Linked DNA regions of Xenopus tropicalis: region 2 is linked to region 1. Evidence: chromatin contacts called from public Hi-C data. All regions are on one chromosome and are shown on one strand. Each heading gives the region's core, a stretch centred on a gene start, on an enhancer-like site or on the middle of the called end of the contact. The rest is flanking DNA. Distances are from core to core; before and after follow the strand shown. Region 1 holds the start of meis2 (Meis homeobox 2). Region 2 overlaps meis2 (Meis homeobox 2).

What was found. Hi-C and Micro-C count contacts between places; a contact is called where the count stands out from the background.
Region 2: a Hi-C map of neurula embryo shows a contact between it and region 1, with 1.5 times the contacts expected there. The contact joins the enhancer-like site here to the promoter of meis2 in region 1. A contact is called at or near these places in 2 of 5 Hi-C or Micro-C datasets (gastrula embryo and neurula embryo).

The regions. Positions count from the first base shown.
Region 1 is chr8:111,150,684-111,154,804 of UCB_Xtro_10.0, reverse strand. meis2 (Meis homeobox 2) reads right to left here and starts at 2,286. Exons shown (of 13, transcript NM_001097218.1): 1 at 2,043-2,286; 2 at 1,491-1,720; 3 at 600-741; 4 at 95-145. The coding sequence starts at 1,696.
Region 2 is chr8:111,186,214-111,190,077 of UCB_Xtro_10.0, reverse strand. All of the region lies in intron 7 of meis2 (Meis homeobox 2), which reads right to left. Among named protein-coding and RNA genes, the nearest start is that of meis2, 36 kb to the right of the region's middle. Within about 2 kb of position 1,782, at least 3 of the 11 cell types and tissues checked have an H3K27ac peak or open chromatin away from gene starts, as enhancers often do. A contact at or near this core is called in gastrula embryo and neurula embryo, where this site is marked.

The sequences.
Region 1 (4,121 bases), core at 1,037-3,536:
TATTGTTAATATGTTAATAATAATATTAATATGTTTCACCCCCCCCCCAATTAAATAGTGACAACACTGATCAATAGAAAATAAAATATCTCACCAAATTATCCAACTCCGGGTTTGAAGAAAAGAGTGGTTTCTCTGCTCTGACCTGCGGGAATACAAAACAAATCCGCTACTGCAATTCGCCTTACATTTAGGGATTACCAAAACAAGGGTAAAATCTGATACATGTATATATATTTTAAATATATTGTACAGGCAATACGTTAATATTTAATGGTTTCTGCCAAAAATAATTATTTTTACTGATCATTTTAAAATAAACACAAAAAAATGTGCAAAAAGATTTTTCTGTATAATTAGCATTATATGAAGAAAAGTTTAGAATAGCAGTGGCAATATGAAAGCAAGTCATTAAGATAATGAAACAGAAGGGTGAATGTTGGTAACAGTAGCAACTGGATTTGTTAATTCGTGCGATATTTACTATAGCGTAATTGTGTATAATATACATAAATGTCTACAACCTACGCATTATTATCATGCTGTATAGGACAACACATGCGCTTTGGTTGTGGGGTGCAGAAATCGCAGCGACTGACCTGCTTGGCGAACACAGCGATATCTTCATTAAAGGAGTCCGACGAGCACACATCCCCTCCCGCGACTCCCGGCTCCCGCGGGGTACACGTTGCCAGTTCACATTTCTCAAAAACCAGAGCTAGCAGAGGGAAAAGGGGGTGTCTGTGGGTTCCCCAAACAGGAGAACAAAGAAGAGAAAGTATCAGCAATGAACCGGACACAGAGAAAGCACAAAGGCGACAATAAGCACAAACAGCTTGCTTACACTGTGCAATACTAATATCGATTTGTGTCGCTGTAACAGCACAGTTGCACACACGCACACACGGCAGACCTGTTTGTTTGTATAGTGCAAGGAAGCTAAATGTCACCGCACATATAGTGCTACATCTCCCCGAATAATCCCCAGCCCGCTGGGCTGATTTTGCACATTGCAAGCTCTTAGGGTGACATGACAGTTTGTATCAGAGAAATAAGGGATTATCAGTTTTTCCCTTTGCATAACAACAAGGCCATTTTAATCCCCTCTTTAGTTGTTCCTTTAATCCTTAATTGGCCGGAATTAGAATCCCTGTGACTTCCCCTAATGAAGCCTGAGTTAGTGGCTTTGCGCACAGGCCCGGAGCTGCAACTTTCCTTCCCAAACCGCAGGGCGCACAGCAGCCCCCCGTTCCCTTTCCCTTTTCGACCTGGCTCCTAACCTGAAGTTCCTGCGTTTGATGCCCAGTGTGACTGGGGGTTTGTTTGTAAATCCACCCTGATATTCCCATGTGCCCGATGCTAATCTTCTTACTGCTGCTGCGAGTTTTCCTGCAATTTACTCGGCAGCCCGACAAGCCATCCCGCTGCATATATGAACTCTCCCCTTCTGGCCCCTGCAAATAAGAGCAAGCCTGTGTGCCAGTACCTACCCGTAAATGGCATCTTTGTCCCGCTTTAGGGCATCGTTCACAGCAGATCCCATGCTTGTGGGCATAACATTGGGGTGAGGGGCATGTGTTCCATAGTGCTGGCTGGCATGGAGGGGGGGTCCGTGGTTTAAGTGGTGTACCGGTGGGATAGGGCGAGGGGCATGGGGGTCGCCGTACATTGATGTTGGCACCCCCACTCCGTCCATGCCATAGTGCGGTAACTCATCGTACTGCCAGAAAAAGAAAAGAGGAATTTAGGGAAAATACAGAAAAAATGCAAAGGATACAGTAATAGAAGAAGAGAAAGATCCAGTGCTTAGAGAAGGAAGGCCCGAAGAGAGAGGCGAAATAGAGGGATTAAATAAACAGTACAATAAATGGCAGCAAAAATAGCAAAATGGAAACTAAAATATGACATTAAGAAATGTAAATGTGCAAAATAAAAAAAATCCAAGTATGTAAAAATAGATTTAAATAGAGAGAGAGAGCGTGAGATAGACAGGAAAATGGTAAATAAATAAAACTGTAGTTCCATTGGGGTAAGGAAGTTACCAGGAACATTGAGGTGTGTGTGGGGTCTTTACTGCTCATCCAAAAAATTCACTCTTCCGAGAAAATAGTAATAATAATTATATCAGAAATGATTAAATATAATCGAAAGCCCTCCGATAAAAAATGTAAAAGGAAAAAAAAGCCTTGGAAGGAATTTGTTAGAAGAGCAAGAGAAAGAGTGCAGGGAGCGAAGCAAGAGCAAGGGACTAGACTGACTGCTGGGGAAGGGGAGAGTGAGAGAGTGTGAGTGAGAAACAGAGAAAGAGAAACACAGAAAGAGAGAGAGAGAGAGTGAGAGAGAGAGAGAGAGAAGTGGTGAGAGAGAGAGGAGATACCCTAACCACTAATCACTCATATTCACTCTTTATTAAACACAAACAGACTGATCCCTAAATCTCCCGTGCACCCGCTTCCCACCCCCAGGTCATACAGCAGCCTGAGAGCACAGGGATGTAGCTGGGGGCAATTAAACCTACCCTTTGCGCCATCAATAAACAGCTGTCCGGCAGCCCTAGGGTATCTCCTCGTCCCCTGCTCCCAGAATGGAGCCTCTCGAGTCCCGGGAATGGGGGGCTAGGGGGGAAAAACTCAAATATTTCTTGTTCCTGCTGCAATCCAACAAAGATTCCTTAGCCGGCTCCAAGAAGAGAAAATGCAATCAAATAATCATGTTAATTCAGAAGCCAAGGCGCGGGGGTGGGGTGAGGGCTCCTTCTTGTTGTCCTTGTTTGTGTTTAGTTTTTTTTTTTTTCTTCCTTTTTGTTTTTGGGTTGTTTTTAACAAAATGATCAGAGGAAATAAAGTGTCCAAAATCCCAAGTTGGGGGTCAGTGGCGGCCCTGGAGAGAGCCACACGTACCCAGAGTGGGGACTGTCATGGCTCTCCGCCACTTCAGATGTCAATCAGAGGCAGAGCATGTCAGCGCGTTGAATGAGGGATGGTGGCAGGAGAGGAGGAGGAAGATGATGGTGATATTGATGAAGATACGATTGAGCAGCAAATCTTCCAACCCCTCTCTCTCTCCTTACGCGTCTCCCCTGCTGCTCCTATCTTTCCTGTAACTCCTCTTGACAGCTCCCTACAGATCTCTGTCTCTTTTATTTTTTTTCCCAGTGACACGTGAAAAAATTCTAGATCCAAATGATGAAGAGAAACCAATTAAAAAAATAAAAAACCCCAAATAAATATAAAAATAAAACTAGTTACAAATGTAATGAAAGCCAAAGCAAAGTGCTTCCGAGTGCAGAGAATGTGGAGCTGAGTTGGGTGGATGAGGTGGGGAATTTGCAGCCTGTCTCTGGCAGATGACTGACTGCTGGCAGGTTGGCTGCTGCTGCCTTATACAAGAGACTCAGTTTGTTGAGCTGATCGGCGGGAGAATGAAAATGACGGGACCCGGAAGTAGAGGGAGCCAGTCCTACGGCACAGACACATGGAGGGAGGCAGAGACTAAAGAGGCAATGCAATGGGCGGCGTGCAATCAGGAAAGCTCCTGCTCAACGGGCAGGGCTAGGAGGCAGGGAATGGGAGGCTACAAGCACAGGATTCTCCCTCACTACTGATCCTCTCTCTCTCCATCCCACACAGCCACAAAGTAACACAGACGCACCACCTCCCCTCAGCTAGCCAGAGCCCGGCGTGTACGAGCCAGCAGCTTCTTCAGGATTTGGCCAGCTGTCTTGCTCTCTGTAACTGGGGGATTTGTGTGCACTTACAGCAGGTTACTGGCCGATGTGTCTGGGACTTCTACATGCGCATAAATACAGCTCCCAGCCAGGGTCCCAGGATCAGAGGGGCTTCTAGTGAGGAAGTACATAAAAACATACTGACTTCATGCATTTTCATTATTTGTAAAAAAAGAAGTTCTGAGAGTTGTAGTACAAAGGTAGTTGGGGGTTGCAGATTGAAATCTCTGATTTATATATGCCCCCCCAATACACACACTCGAAACCAGATTTTTCAAAGTGGCGAAATGTACAGAATTGCGTATTAACAAATATCAGTTAATGTAAATCTGCCCTACCTGTTACCCTCCAGCTGCTCCCAAATCATCCAACTGCTCCCAAAATCAGGAAACTG
Region 2 (3,864 bases), core at 533-3,032, 36 kb before region 1:
ACACAGTTTGTGACTCTTTATCAGATACTCCCAGTTCATTACGGTAGAATAAATGAACAATCCAAGAATCCACACCAGAAAAATAACACTAATTGGTCCCAAAGGTGGGTTTGGTTCCGTCAGTGAAATCAAATATAGGACAGTGTCCCGCTGCTTGCTTCCTACATCACACCACGCACACGGGAGACCTCTAAATTACATACTATAATTGACATCAGATATCAAACCATACCAGTGAATATCTTTATTAGCATCCAATTCGCTCGCAAACAGGGCTTCCTCTGTGTTATTAAACAGAACTTGTCTTAGGTGTTGCCTGGCTAATTAGGATGAGCCTGAGGAAGGAATCTGGGTTGTGTTAAATTAATTGGAATGAGCATGAAAATTAGCAGAGCAAACTGCACCAATTTGCTATAGACCGCCTCCCTTTCACGCAGAGAGCAAAAATGGGTATCTCTAAGAATTAGCTACAACCCTTTCAAGTGCCTGCCAACCTAAAGTTACTGCAAGCTCACCAAAATCACCCTCAGATTTCTGAATGGTAATGAGCTTTTTTAATTCTGAGACTGTAAGTGTACAGTGGCAAAGAGGGCGTACCTTGTGGTGCAAGGTGCCAAGACATGCAGATTTTCATTTATTTCTAAGTATTCTCTGATATTCCTGGAATAGAAGAGTACAACTCATTAGTAATATATTAGTACCCAAGTGGCCCAGTTGGTAAACCGCCCATAGTTGAAGATGTAATATGCCTTTGATTCTTTGTAATCCTATATAACAAGGATGCATTAAAAAGAGCATGCGTTTTAATGAGTAATTTGGTATGCTGATAATATGCAGAAACGTGCCATAAACCTGCACTTAGTATTACAGTTATATGTAACTTTTCCAGAGGGAAAAGGAGTTTGTATTCAAAACTACAGGATGATCTTAATATTTGAACACCACAGAGCAGTATGCAGCACCCCAAAATGCCCCAGATCCCAAAATTAAATATGTTTATGCCTGTTGAGGAAGACAATCTATGTGCAGAAATCTGTACGCCTTTATCTGCCAGTCATTCCCCAATACCATTAAAAATGTGGACTTAAATTGTTCTTGTGTTTGCACAACACTTTCTATATTTACAACAAGATGTAAAAGTTCACAACGAGCAAGAAATCAGTTCTTTCTGTCCCGGCAATTAATAATAATTATATTACCAGTGATAAAAAAAAGACGCAGCAAAATGAGGCTGATAAAGTCCATTGCTCCCAACATAAACACCAGTGGTTTTCTCTGACATTCCTGTATGTTAACGCCCTGCTTTCTCCCCCGCCCCATTTAGCATGTTGAAATAAGTTGTACTCTTGACAAAACAGCAGGGAGAGAATAAACCTAATACATAATCCTAAGAGAACTGATAGGGAAATTCTCAGAGCTCCTCATTATAAGAGCCAAAATGAACCTTGCTGTGGCTTCTGTAACTGAAAGATTAGAGGAGTGATGGATCCTTCGTTTAAAATGCAGCTGTTTTATTCTGCTTTAGTAATTAATTCTTTTTCCAATAGTGTATTGATTAAGCGTAGACCCTGATATAGTTCAAACTGAAAATGATCTCTCGTGGCTGCAGTGATGCTGGAGGAGTCAATGAAAACTTCCTAGATCTGCAGCAGCCTCTCAGCCTTGGTTTGCCCAGGGAAGAGCAGTTTTTTGCTCATAAATTAGTCAGGCCATGTGTTGCTGTGCTGCTGTGTTAGCCGATCCTTGCTTTTGTCCTGACGCTTGCTGACTCGCTTTTCAGCTTGCTCTCTTTTGTACTGTCACATACAAAGTTAGCATTGCAGCTGCTGCTGCTGCTCTGAACTCACACTAAAGGTACACAACCATTCGTACAAACTACATTCCTTTCTTTTCTTTTTTTTCCCCTAGATTTACAGCTGCAACTTCCAGAGAAGCAGAAATCTGTGGGATGGCCCCAGGGACCCAACTAACAGACAAATCAGTGCTTGGGTGTGCAGGCATTTTGTGCTAAGACTACAAAAAAGAAATTGGAAAAAAAGGATGAGGAATCCTTAAAGACTTCTCCACAGAGATGCCCTTGTGGGACACAACACAGTGCCCTACATTTGTAGCACAAAGCCATAAATATTATTCTGGAGGTAAAATAAAAGCTTTAAATGATTAAATCTGCATGAGGGGGCATGGAGATGATTTCTTAACTGATATCTTTGAAGACAGAAATACATTCAAGGCTGACAGAAGCCTGCAACTCACAGGACAGGAAACTCGAAAATTGTAATGAATGGTACAAAATATTTGGTAGACGGTCATTTCTGTTTGAGTATATTCAGAGTGAGTTCTGACCATTTTCTACTTATTCTGTGTCTGGAAACCTGGAGTTTGCACAATGTCATGTAGATGATTCAGACGGGAATGGAAAGCAGTCCTCAGGAGACCTTCCCCAAGCTTCCTGTCTCCTAAACATGTCTGACATGTTTCTGCATCCCCTGCAGACTTAACCTGTGACCTCACCTTTGTCCCTAATCTTTTCATACTGTTTAGAAAGAATGGAGACTGGCAGGAAAACTCGGTTCTATCTAGAGCAAATATGCTTGATATGTGCTTCTGAAAAGCCCATACTTGAGGGTGTACACAGGTCATCTTAGGTCAAACACAAAGTCCAAGTTTGAGACCAAATATCAAAATGCTTTTATGAAAGACGTGGAGCTCACATGATCATAATTCAACATCAACCATGTTATAAGGCCTGGCATTTAGTTATTTTTGTGAACGGCAAGGCTATTTCATATCAATTGGGCCATAATTCCTTCAATGACTACCATGCAAATGAAGTTATTCGCAGCTGGTCATTTCGAAGATGAAGGTATATCCTTCATAGCAAGTACATTTTTTTCTATTCTGTAACCATCACCTATTAGTGTTATTAACCCTGCTTTTAAAACACTGACCCTGCTGTGCAAAGACAATTTATCACCAAAGTAAAAGAGAACTTTTATCTTAGGCAGAACAAACTTTTATTTATCTGGCACATCTCTCCCTACCATGCCTTGGAAACTTACATCTCCTTTCTGATGAGCTGGCTGACATAAGAATTTAAATGCTAAAAGGTGTTCATTTTGCATTTACTTTTACCAAGTCAGATCGGCAAAATATACTCTTCAGTCGACTTCTTAATGCTCAGCAGATATAAATACTGCCAGTTATGTAAAAAATACATTAACTCCTACCTGCAATCAGCTGCCTCTTCTCTGTGATATCAGGAACACAGTGTTTAATGTATACTTCGGGGCCCTATTCTGACAGTCTGACAGTTACATCTCAATTTCCATCACAAGTCAACATCTAAAATAAACATGTAGGTTATAAATCCTCAGCCTCCTCCTGCCACTTTCACTAAACTAAATTGTTTCAGGTCTTAAATGCAAATAAGGTCATGCCTGAAAATGCTGGCGAGTTGCCTGGAACACGAACCTGGGTGGGCTGATTGGATAGTGGGAAGGTAACCCTAGAGCAGGGATATTACTCACAAAGCCCTCCTGCAAACTACTATACATTACAACTGTGCAACTACAGGGAGTTGTAGTTCACACAAGTTAAGAAGGGATGTGTGGCCAGTTATGTGCTTTAGCAGTATAACTAGTAAAAACCACAATAGGTGCATAAACCTTCAGCTAAATAAAGCTGAGAGAAAATTAAAAGATAAATATGCAAACCAATATTGAAGTAATAATGGAAGGACTAAAGTGTAGACTTATGAGGCAAAGATTCTAGAAGGCTATATTTATCTTTCATTCATTTCCCCCCAAAACAGAAAGGTACATAGGCAGTCATGCTGCCCCCCTGCAGGCCATGCAAGTGACAGCA